Regions from separate parts of the Zea mays genome. Here region 1 is linked to region 2. Evidence: chromatin contacts called from public Hi-C data. All regions are on one chromosome and are shown on one strand. The core of a region is the stretch at or near the end of the contact, and the rest is flanking DNA. Distances in the headings are between cores, read along the strand shown.

Evidence for each region. Hi-C and Micro-C count contacts between places; a contact is called where the count stands out from the background.
Region 1: a Hi-C map of leaf shows a contact between it and region 2, with 2.8 times the contacts expected there. The contact joins the promoter of LOC100286308 here to the promoter of LOC100285290 in region 2. A contact is called at or near these places in 4 of 25 Hi-C or Micro-C datasets (bundle sheath, ear, leaf and 1 more).

The regions. Positions count from the first base shown.
Region 1 is chr7:156,309,513-156,315,171 of Zm-B73-REFERENCE-NAM-5.0, reverse strand. LOC100286308 reads right to left here and starts at 2,161. Exons shown (of 3, transcript NM_001159195.1): 1 at 1,953-2,161; 2 at 1,074-1,301; 3 at 154-365. The coding sequence starts at 2,015. The coding sequence ends at 1,080.
Region 2 is chr7:156,175,044-156,181,506 of Zm-B73-REFERENCE-NAM-5.0, reverse strand. LOC100285290 (FK506 binding protein) reads right to left here and starts at 2,963. Exons shown (of 7, transcript NM_001158183.2): 1 at 2,738-2,963; 2 at 2,526-2,595; 3 at 2,058-2,275; 4 at 1,148-1,257; 5 at 595-703; 6 at 336-412. The coding sequence starts at 2,783. LOC100279932 reads left to right here and starts at 3,231. Exons shown (of 7, transcript NM_001366109.1): 1 at 3,231-3,441; 2 at 4,436-4,649; 3 at 5,433-5,599; 4 at 6,346-6,463. The coding sequence starts at 4,451.

The DNA of each region.
Region 1 (5,659 bases), core at 912-3,411, 130 kb before region 2:
TTCCCCGTTTTGTGCAGCGCGCTCCAACAGCTCCAGGTATCATGAACTTGGGTTTGAGCAGTGAACAATCCATTCAGCACGACATTGTGGCTAGAAAAGGCTCTGTTTTGTCTTCACGGGGCGCAAAGCTAATGAAAATTCGATCCGAGGTCGAAAACATTCACACAAATGTCATTACGCAGAACAGAAAGTTCAGGAAAATCAGGAGCAAAATGGCAGGACAGTGTTTACAATGTAGTTTACTGAACGATAAGAAAAGGACAAGGCTATCTCTATGTTAAAAATACATGATAGAGTCGGCTTGCCGGCTTGCTGTTTTAGAGGTTAACGTAGCTGCTCAGATATACAAACTGTCATCATTTACTCTGCAAAAGAGAACCAACTTTTAATGAATGGCAACTGAACAAGAGATAAAACACAAAAAAAAATGATGAACACATAAGCAACAAGTTTTGTGTTGTACTTGTTGTAAAAACAAACAAACTATGTTATGTACTTGTCCAAAAAAGAAAATAGGACCAGGCCACATGGTAATACGGAGGGAGCACAACAACTTTCAGATGCAGAGTGTTGTGCTTAGATAGAGATAGTGATTACGCTCAACTTCCTCCCCAATTATAGGCACAATAACATGATTCAACTTGTACTAATCAAGATTCATGGATTTACTCTGCTGCTCCAGAACGCCTGCAAAGAGAGGAATACACTGCCTCTATCTCAATTCAAGAAAATACCATATTGTAACCCTTCTGTGCAGAGTGCCAAAAAAACTTGAAACATAAATGACTTACTAATTGCTATTCAGTTGAATACGGTGAGAATGTGGATGAAGAACACGTATGGCTCACACTATACACTGCAGTATGCTAGGAAATAAGTGGTCATGCCTAGGAAACAAGAAGTTTGGTCCAAAATGTAATATCTTATGCTTATGTTAAAGGCACACTAATGTTAAGTGTGATATGCTGTTTGGCGAAGAACACACCAATGGTTGACATCTCATTCTCACAAGATTTCATATCTGAACAGAACAAAGCTGTGTTCGATACACGGTTCCAGAGATGCGGTCTCACTTTGTGTTATTTGTTGCCCGTGTGATCAGCGATCATTCTCTCCTTGGTGTTAATGCGCAGCTGAACGCTTCCAACTTGGTTCATTTGACTCTCGTAGTACCTCTTCCTCTTCAGGCACTGCATTGCTGCCTGCTTGTTTCCCGACTTTGTGAACTCCTTGGCCCGTTCCACCTCTTGAGAGATCTTCTTTTGCAGGACCACCTCTTTCGCCTTGAAGACATCGTGAGCCTGCAGAGCCAGCACATGCTGCAAGTGATCAATTCAGCATCGAGAAATGAAATACGTCAACCAGATCAGATCACACTCTTTTAGTTTAATTTAGTAAGTTTTGAGTTTTTGGTTGGTTCAGCAGCACAGTAAATAAAAGAAATGAAACTGCATTAACTTCAGTGAGCACAACTACAAGTGCATGATGCAATTTGTCCTAGTTAGAGAATGTAGAAGGGTGTGAAACAACATTTCCGAAGAAAACAAAAAAGTTTCTGGTGTTTCCCCCAACACGGAGCTACGAAAACTTGCATATCAAACTCATTGATCCAGGTAGCAGAAGGAAACCCACACATTGATCCACTAGCAGTTTATTTGACAAAACAACAAATATTGACGAAGTCCATCCAGGAAGTGAACAACACAGACGCAGGTAAGCCAAGGGGAGCACACCGGCACACCTAGTCCGAAAACGACACATCACACGAACTGCTCAATTTTCTCTACCTCACAGTTTCCGCACGTCTTCATTCGTCTTGGCAACGTCGTACACGAGATCATCCTTTACCCCAAGACTCTCAAATGGCAAGGGGCGATGGGGCAACCTTCTTTTTCCATCGTGGTTCTTTCGAAATCGAGGGGGAGAAACAGATTTTGGGGTGAGAGGACAACCTGCTTGAGCTGGTCGGAGGCGGAGCACTCGTCGCGGCAGCCGCGGAGGATCCAGGCGAACATGGCCGCGGCGACAGACTCACACTTGCAGCGTCGGCGGCAGCGGCTACTGACAGGAGAGCGGCGCGGAGCAACGGCAACGGCCGGAGAGGAGAGAGAAGGGGGTAAAAATGGAAAGGCGACTAGCCGAGACGCCGCGGAGGCCTTTGGGCTTCGGTAGTCATCGAGTGGGGCGCGACTTCTTTGCGTGGGCCTCGATCTAGCCTTTTAAACGGCTCTACGTAAGTGTTTAGTTTGATGACGAGGACAATAATATCCCGTGCAATCAATTATTCTGACATAATTATGCAATCAAGCGATCTAAATTCAACTATGATTATTATTTTAGGTGAAATAAGTTAAATATAAAATAAATATTATGTTTTAGGTAGTCACCATTGGGTTTGATTTTGATTGCATAAGATCATTTGATTGAACAATTGCACCAACATAATTGATGGTACATAATATTTTTCCCCGACAGAGAGGGGATATGGATGTCTATTGTTTGTTTCGTTAGATGGATAAGATAAGTGATTTTTCTATTTGGTTAGATACTATCTGAATCTCCTACAAATCATACAATCTTCCTTACTTATTTGAACACACATACTTCAACGTGACGTGGGTGAGTTCTCCTAATACCGAGTCTAGGTTGGTCCCGCAATCTAGCACATTTAGAATCAACGTACCCAGGGTACCCAAGTCCGACATAGCAGGGTTGTCAACTCGGTAGGTTAGACTCTATTGACCTATTTCAAGATTGAGTGATGTAACCAACATAAAATCAAAGTTTTGAAAATTATGAGCATGCACTTCTAGTTCATCCTATGGATGTAGCCCCCAAGTCTGGCTTAGCGGAGTCACTAGCTCAGGTACACCAGACTATGCCTACGTAGAATTACTCAACAACTATTTAGTTTATTGTTCTTGGGTCATCACTTCTGTCAGCCGAGTTATCTAGGTTAAAGTCTAGCCCCCAAGTCCTGGGACTTGGTCGTTCACTGTTCATAACTTGGCCAGAAGACACCGAATTGGTGCTCGATGGCCACGTGACGCTTAAGCTTCTGTATATCACTTGTCGACATTTAGGGTTATAAGTACCAAAGACGCAACCCCCTTAGGGTTATGTGAACCTGAGCATTCATCCTTCGTCTACTTTCCACTGCCGCAAAAACTCCACCTTCGCTTCTGCAACCCAGCCTCGTGGAGCTCTAGCCCAGATTCCTTCGCCTAAGCTCACACATGCATGCCCAAATCTAACCTGCACGAGTTCGAGAAGTCAACCATTGACGCAAAAGATTTGACTATTCTAATGGCGATGAAACTCCTAGAAAAAGACATCATCTCATGGAAGCTTCCAGACAATACTGAATCCTTTCCCATGCCATGATGCTAATCAAGTACTAGTTTTTCAACATTTCCTTCATGAGTTGGGGATCCTAGCATCTGCTTTCCTCAGGGATCTCTTAAGTTATTACAAATAGAGATGATCCATTTGAACCTAATTATATACTCCACAACCATATTTGCCCATTTGTGTGAGACCTTCTTAGGAATCCCCCGTTCCATTATTTGCTCTTTCTTTCTCCCTGCCCTGATAAGGAAAAGCCAACAGTGGTGGGCAGTGTTGGTGTGCAATTGAGGGCCAACCAAGTATGACTAGATTGCCCCTTCGAAACCTCTTGGAAGACATGGCATAAAAATGATTTTATATTCTAACCATACCCCAAGCTTCCAGAGTTCCTTGGTCAACGCCAAACCCATCGCATTGAGTGAGTGAGTGACTCGTCACCCTAATTTATTGACGTTGTGGCTGCCACCTCTAAAAGAATTGCTGAGATGAAGGATTTGGGGCTCTCGGTTGTCCATGTAGCAACTGGTTGGATTCGGTGTCGAGTCCCCCTTTGATGTAAAAGGCAAATTATGTCTGGGAATATGGCAAACCAACCGATTGTTCTCAGTATTCTATTCTGAGGCAGAGTTGATAGAATCCGACGTGAATGGCTATTTGAAGCAAATCTTCATCAACATCGGTGATTATCCAAAGGGTTACTCCATAGCATTCTATTCTCTTATAGTGCCTCGACCACTAGTACATAGAATTTCTTTACCATTTAGATAATATTGTTCAAAATACCAAATTTTGTAATATGCTAGAACCTAGTATAGATGTTGATATATAACTGGCCACCACATAACCAGATTGGGCTCTAGGGAATTGTGATGAATCGAGATTGAGTCATTTTCTAGAACAATTTGGTAAGAGGGCCTCCATTGGTCCCCCCACCATCAACTCGAGCGAAAGCTCATGTCCCTCCAAGAAGAAAAAAGAAAGATAAGTCCGCCAAGGAGGGCCCAAGAAGACCTCCAAAGTTGTTAGTGTGGAGAACTCTCTTCCCTAGAGTATTCATCGATTGAAGCATCAAAGGAAGCAAAATCCTCTATGTTATCAGGAGGAGAGCTCTAGATCTAGAGAAGAACCCATCATCGGTCCTCCTATCACACCGGCAACGCCACCATCCGAAAAGGATGACTCGCTGAAAGGGAAATGGCCTCAAACATTTTCTATAATCGATTTTGGTGTTTGACGATCATCAAAACCTTATGGACTAGCTAGTTTGCCTAGTTGATCTTTTCTCAGGTGCATAAAGTTCATATACACATACAAGGAAAATGACCTTGAGGCAATTCTACAAGTTTGGAGCAAAATAGTTTTGCACCAGCCTGTGGCGCACCGGACTATCCTGTGTGCACCGGGCAGTGTCCGATGCCCAGGCTGGCGCGCCCAGCGAACTGGTCGCTCTCGGGAAAACGCAACGCTCCTCGGCTAAAAATCATCAGACTGTCTGGTGTGTCACCGGACTGTCCGGTGAGCCCACGAAGCAATGGTCGACTTCACCAGCGGTTGACTGCGGTCGACTTCACCGCAATCTAAAGCGTCAGAAGGTCAAAGATAGTTTGCGATGTCAGGTCACACCGGACTATCCGGTGTGCCACCAGACTGTCTGGTGCACCACAAGGACAAACGACTTCAACGATCAACAGCTCCAAACCCCAACGGTCGGATGACATGGCACGCACCGGACAATGGACGGTAGAGTGTCTGGTGCGCACCGGACCATCCGGTGTGCCCATCGACAAACAGAACAGCCAACGACTAGAATAGTGGTTGGGGCTATAAATATCCCCAACCACCACCATTCAAGTCATCCAAGCTTTCAACTCTCTACACTCAATACAAGAGCAAAGAATACACTCCAAAGACACATTCAAAGCCCTCAATCCTCTCCAAGTGCCATAATCAAGTGAATTGATCAAAAGTGTTTAGTGACTTGAGAGAGGGTGATTTGTGTTTCAATTGTTGCTCTTGTTGCTTTCCTCTTCTCCTTCTAAACTTTCCAAGTGTTTTGTAAAGCAAGCAAGAGACACCTAATTGTGTGGTGATCCTTGCGGGGTCTTAGTGACCCGTGAGATTAAGAAGCACTTGACTGGTCTAGGTGACCGATTGAGAGAGGGAAAGGGTTGAAATAGACCCAGCCTTTGTGGCCTCCTCAACGGGGAGTAGGTTCTTTGGAACCAAACCTTGGTAAACAAATCACTGTGTCCACTTATGTTGATCTTCACCACTCGATTTGTTTGTTTCCTCTCCCCTCTCACCAAAAGTT
Region 2 (6,463 bases), core at 1,714-4,213:
AAGACCGAAACATGGTCCCGATCGAGAAAATCCACGGACCCTGGCTCCCCATCACTAGCGGGCCGTCACCGCCCACTCTGCAACGCCCAGCCGGAGGGTGGCACATAGGTCGTACCCCGGGAGTAGGCGGGGTACAGCGAGGGGATTTTTTTTAACCAAGTCCGAAATTCGCTCCCGAGGAGGATCAAACCCGAGACTGGAGGTGCTACTCGAAAGCCTTAACCATTACATTAGAGGCCCTTTCGCAGAGACCACGTTGATGTAATAATGTCCTAACAGATCTATTATACTTGGGATCAGATGGAGTACATAAGTTCAAGCCAAAAGTAACTTACAGGAGGACCAAGCTCTGGAGGTATTATAATTCTTCTCTTACCACCTGGTTTCATGTCCCGTATGCCTTCTTCAAAACCTGAAGTATCAATATCTAGAATGAGATGTGATCTATTACAATTCCATATCCCAACAAATTCATCAGAGCAATATTTCAATTCTCAAATTGGCTTAAAAAAAAGCAGCTCCAGCAAGCAGTAAGAATAGTGGTAGCTGAATCAGAGCATAGGGGAAAAAACTATTGAGACAGTGAATACTTTCCTGGAACTAGTGTTCCGTTCCCTAACCGAATTTTTGCAGGGGAACCCTGAATATAGGTGCTATCTATTCTTCGTCCTGCTTCATTGTAGCCCACATAATGGAATATAATCTGTAGATGAACTGAAAGAAATCAGTATGATGCAAAAGTAAGCATGTTAGAAACACCAACTGGAAGAACTGAGGCATATTAGAAACATATTTTGCAGCAAAGCAGAATGATTTCTTAGTTCTAAAGTTCTAATAGTTATAGCATTGTACTTAGATCATCCTTAAGAAACACACTAGATAAATAGCAAACCAGGTCAAACATAACAAGTAGTAACTAATAACCAGTAGTCAAACATAACAAGTAGTAACTAATGACAAGAAACACGCTATATACTTGGACCAAATTGATCTTTTTGGCACACATCTCCAAACATACCATATTAGATAATAGACAAATAAATGATTCTATTCATATCCAAGAACACCAAAATTATATTGATTAGGCACACATAAATAAATAGTAAATGAGCACAAGAAAATAAAACCGTTGATTTGGAGGAAGAACCTGCTGACCATCCTTTGGAGAGTCGCCTGTACCGACTTTAATGTCCTCATACATTAGTCCAGAGGCCCGTGTAATATAGTTGTCCGGTGTCACTACTTTGACCTGGAAGCCTGAAATGCATTAATTTGCAGAATGATTAAACTTTACAGGTCTGTTTAGTTTGAAGCTAAGAAACGTTCCCATTTGTTCTGCATAGATAAGAGTTCATTGATGAAGGTTATTCTCAGGCAAATAAATGACCAAGTCACTAAAGGCATTGTATTTAAGCAAACATTATGTGGTACTTAAGATATAAAAATAATACACTCATAAAGTTTTCCAGAATCAAATGTCTTGTGCCGATACAGAAAATTTGATCCATACTTACAGTTCTTTAGTTTTTTTTAAATATAGAGGTGCACTTGCTAATAAAAACTATGTTGCAGTGTTGCCCTCGACAGAAGCAGTTGTCCTTAGACACTATCTCTGTGTCATTTTTCACATTGTTAGTAAACTGAAAGATAAAACTAGGGAATATAAAAAGGTGACTCCATAATTTACAAAAAACCATAGAATTTTTGGCAATGCAGTATTCCCAAATTCTCTTGTGACTCGTACATTAATATAAACAATATCCAAGATGTCACGTGTATGCGAAATAACTTCTACATGATTGCAAAACTTTGTTTGGTAGTAGACAATATTAGTTAGTATCTTACATGCTTTTAGTTTTCATTAATATTAGCTTGCAGACTTTTAGTTTCCCCTAGAATTACACCAACCTATCTAGAAAATATATAATAACATCTAATCAAGAAAAGTGAGTAGTAAATGGCATCTGACAGAAACTGCGACAGTAACAACAGATTATGAAGAATATGACAGTCTATAACCCATAACTTGTAAGACAAGATCAATAATACGATTTCACCTTCTCTGATGAAGTTTGGGAAATCCTCAGGGGCACGGTTGGCTTCCTGAATCTTCTTATTCTGCTGAAGCAGACGCCTTTCATCGTAAGGGTTCATGGTTTTACTCTTTCCATAGGCCGAGAACGCCACTGATAGCACCGGCGAAGCCAGCAACAAAGAAAAGGCAGCTCGCCTCCGGATCGTCCTTTGTACCACTTCTTTCTCCTCGCTCAAGATACTGCAGTTTTTTTTGCACAGCAGGAATCTCCGTTCAGGATACCATTGTATACACTAACAGCACTGTAGTTCTTGATAAAAAAGAAAATGGAGTGTGCAGTGCAGGTCTCTCAAAATGTCAAGAACAAATGAACACCTACGATGGCGGGTGCATTCACTTCACCAAACAAGAAGGTTATCAACGAAATAGCTGCGCAACCGCGACACAGATGGCGTTAGCAAGCATTTCCAATGGATGAACAAGGGCTTACCATACTATTCCCTTCTCCTTCCTCCTTGCACCCGGGTACGCCGTCCTGCAAAGAGCTCGAGCGACCGGCCCTGCAATAGCCGCAAGCACAAGCAGGACCCCACAATCAAAATTGTTAAATTGGGGCGGTGCGAGAAAACTGAGAACGAACACGACCGTGCGCTGCGCGTCAGGCATGCAATCTCGCCAGCAAGGAGGAGGAGGAGGCCTCACGGTTGCAGGAGGAGAGCACGGAGCGGGAAGAAGACGTCAGCTCCATTCCTTTCCCTCTCCCAAATGGCGCGTGTCGCCTGTGTCTCCTCTCCTCTGTCCTCTCTCGTGTACTCGCAGTTCGTCCGTCCTGGCTCCTGCGAAGGGGATAAGCTGATCAGCGGGTTTGGATTTCGACTTTTCGAGTTTTTGGGTCCGCTCCGCTCCGCTCCCATTGCGAGGAGCGAACTGGACGGCATCCAGTCCGTTCCGTTCCGGCTGCGGGCTCTCGGCGCACGGGCCGAGGTGGACCGCGCCCAGCCGCAGGCTGAGGCTACGGATGGGAGGACCTACGCGTCAGTGAGCCAAGAGCGCCGCGTCGCATCTGCTGCTAGGCCCGTGCCTCCTGATCACGCTCAGTCCAGGGCGGTGAGCCATAACCATCTCCTTCTCCGTTCCCCCCAAGCAGCCGCCGAGACGCGAAGCGCGAGCGGGAGACCATGTCACGGTGGCGCGCGGCCGCCTCCAGCATCTCCGCCGCCGCCGCGTCCCGCAACTCCGCGGCGGAGGCCCGCGTCCTCTCCAGGGCATTGGCGAAGGCCCCCTCGCCACCTCCGCTTCCTCCCCAAACCCTCTCGAGAACCTTCGCCAAGTCCGCTGCCGCCACTGCCACCGCCACGTCGCCCGGCCCTGGCGCCACCTCCCCGCCCGCCGGGACGTGGTCCGAGGTACCGCCGCTCTCCCATCTCGTGTACGCCACTTGGGTTCTCTGATTGCACCGTGTGATCTCGATGGTTAGGGCGAGCTGGTTGTTCTGAGTAGCTACTGGGATTTGGGGATGGAAGCCTTTGACGTCGCGCATTTTAGGTCGCAATTGTTGCGTATCCACGTTAGACCGTTAGTGGCAACCTGACGTCAAAAAAAGTAGCAACCGAATCACCTGTTTCTGTATGTCTGCTCATGTGGGAAAGGTTGGGCTTTGTATGCATGTAGGAGAACTCTGCTCTGAGTCAGGTTATTGTGATGATTTGCGACTTTGTTTTGTTATTGTGATATGCGACTTGTGTTTTGTTACTGTGGAACTTGGTTAGTAGCACAAATTAGTGGTGTTCTGTGTACCCTGGGAACTGTGTGGCATTCAAATTTTACATCCTTCAGGCTTCAGACCTCCTTGTTGCCTTGTTGGCGTTTGTGACCTGTTTACTAGATCTAATAATAAAGTAATTGCACAAAATGACAGTGTTGTGGCCATGGTTTTTAAAGCGGTAACGCGAGACAAGTTGTTGGACCACCGCCTGAACGCCTAGGCGTTGGACCTCCGCCTGGACGCCTAGGCGTCGCCTAGGCGACACCTTAAGAACAGTGGCCGTGGCCCTGGTTATACGTTTTTGCGACTGCATTCCACATTTCCACCTTGCAACAATTAGATTATTCTATGACATAAAGAAATATGCATATACAGGTGACACATTTTTTAAGCTTATGGCCTACAATATGTGCATTTGCTGGGAGATGCAATAAGAGGATACATAGTCAAACAAGCTATTGCTCCTTTGTACTTGTGAATCATCACATTTGTCATTTGTCAATGCTGCTCGATACTCCGCTTTCTGTGGATCTGAGTAACTCAAATTTGATCAAGGATCTGGTGCTTTGATTATCATTTGATTTGTTTTTAACTCCTATACTTGCAGCTTAATGGGTTCCTTTTCTATTTCACAGATCAGACTGAATTCTATGTTCTTATCCAAGCCCTGTTCATTAGCGTTGCCACCTGACTCTCCTCATAGAGCAGTGGATCCACAATTTAAAGGCATCAGGCGATTCCTTCTCACACTGTTGTTGTTCTACAGTAAGCAAAGCAAGTCCATCAGAGGAGCAAATGTTGTTTATGATCGAATCACTTCTCAAGTTGATACACCTGCCATTTATGATGGTAACTTCCTACTTATTACAGGATCTGCTTGTTTTTCCATGTGATATTTGTTTCTGTCTTTCATTTTGCTCTGTTGTCTGTTCTAATGCTAAAATATGCATAGTCATTTTTTATAAGTTGCATAGTTGGTTAACCATTTATTAAGAAGAATATGTTGGTGGTGGCCATCCATATCTAAATACTTCCTCCGTCCCAAAATAGTAGTCGTTTTAGGAATTAGTAGGTTCATACAATTCTTGATGCATGTGTTTTGTATGTGTCTAGATTCATCATCATCCATTTGAATATAGACATAAAAACCAAGAACTAAAACGACTAATATTTTGGGACGGAGACTCGGAGAGAGTAGTTGATATACATTAGTTTTAGCAACAAGAACTTGATCATTCCTGATATGCTGATGCATATTGCACATTCTGAGCTTGTATGACATAAGTTTACTGGCTACCACCCCCCCCCCCCCCCCCCCCCCCCTGAAAAACTAGTAGCTTTAGTGGTGGGCACCTGCCAAAGATACACAGTTGCTACTCGTACACGTTTTATTTTCTCATAGGATGGTGTCTATCCCTACTGTGTTGTATGTGCTACAAGTTTCCGTCAGGTGTAGTGAAGAATTAATTTGTAGCTTGTTGTGCAAAACCAAAGGATTGAGTGATCTTTGTTCAGGCAGAGATCAGTATCATGATAAGATGATTTAGCTTTTGTTAACTGATTTCTCTGAACTTTTATCTTTTTATGATCATGATATATTGAGACAGAAATATCTTACATGTACCTTTGCAGTTTTTCAGTTGGAGAAAACATTTAAGACAACATTTTCGTTGCTTGTTCTCCATATGTGGCTTGTTCTACGCCGCTTGAAGGAAGAAGGGAAGGATGGTGTTAAGTTTGGACAGTACATCTACGAAATGTACAACCACGATGTAGAGCTCAGAGTTTCTAAAGCTGGGGTAAGCTGTTTGTCTGTTTTGTTGAAATTTGTATTGTTACTATATGCATTGGTATCATCTTGATTCGTGATTTGATGGATGTAATCCTCATTATTTGCCTTTAAAAACTATCTGTTCATTGCGAATATGCTTTACCAAATTCACATTATTTGCCTTGAACTACCTGTTGGTTGGTAATATGTCTTACCATCCTACACCTCTGACATAACTTGCTATTAGAAGTTTCCTGTCAGGTGTTTGATACTTTCTTGAATATTACATTTGTGTCCCAGAGGACACCAAAATTTGGATGTTGTACAGTGGAAGTAGTTCTGCAGTTCTTTTTGGTTTCTGATTTCAATGTATGCTGCCCCCAATTTTTCCTTGGGATACTATCGCATAGGGAGACCAGAACAATAGTCACCAGCATGTTATGTACTTGACTGGAATGCTCATTGCTCAAATGAGCAACTTGTTAACATTAATCCTGCATCATGTAAATGATTTTCATGTACAAAGCCAAGAGCAGAAGTGCAGAACTTCTCATAATTTTAGCATTGTATGTTTCCTGCTAATCAAGGGCGATATGACATTTAGAACCAGCAAAATAGTTCAAAAATGAATAATTCTAAACATCATATAATGAAGAAATGGAGGGAGTTTTCAATCATATTTTCAGATCCTCTTGAATGATTCGAGGATTTTTACTTTGTATATGTTCTACCTCTTGCTAAAACTTATTTATATAACATGCTAATGTGTTCTAGGTTAACTTGCTGTTGACAAAATGGATGAAGGAGCTAGAGAAAATATTCTATGGAAACATTGTGAAGTATGATGCTGCGATAAGCCCAGAGGCTCATCAAGATGATCTTGTAAATGTCA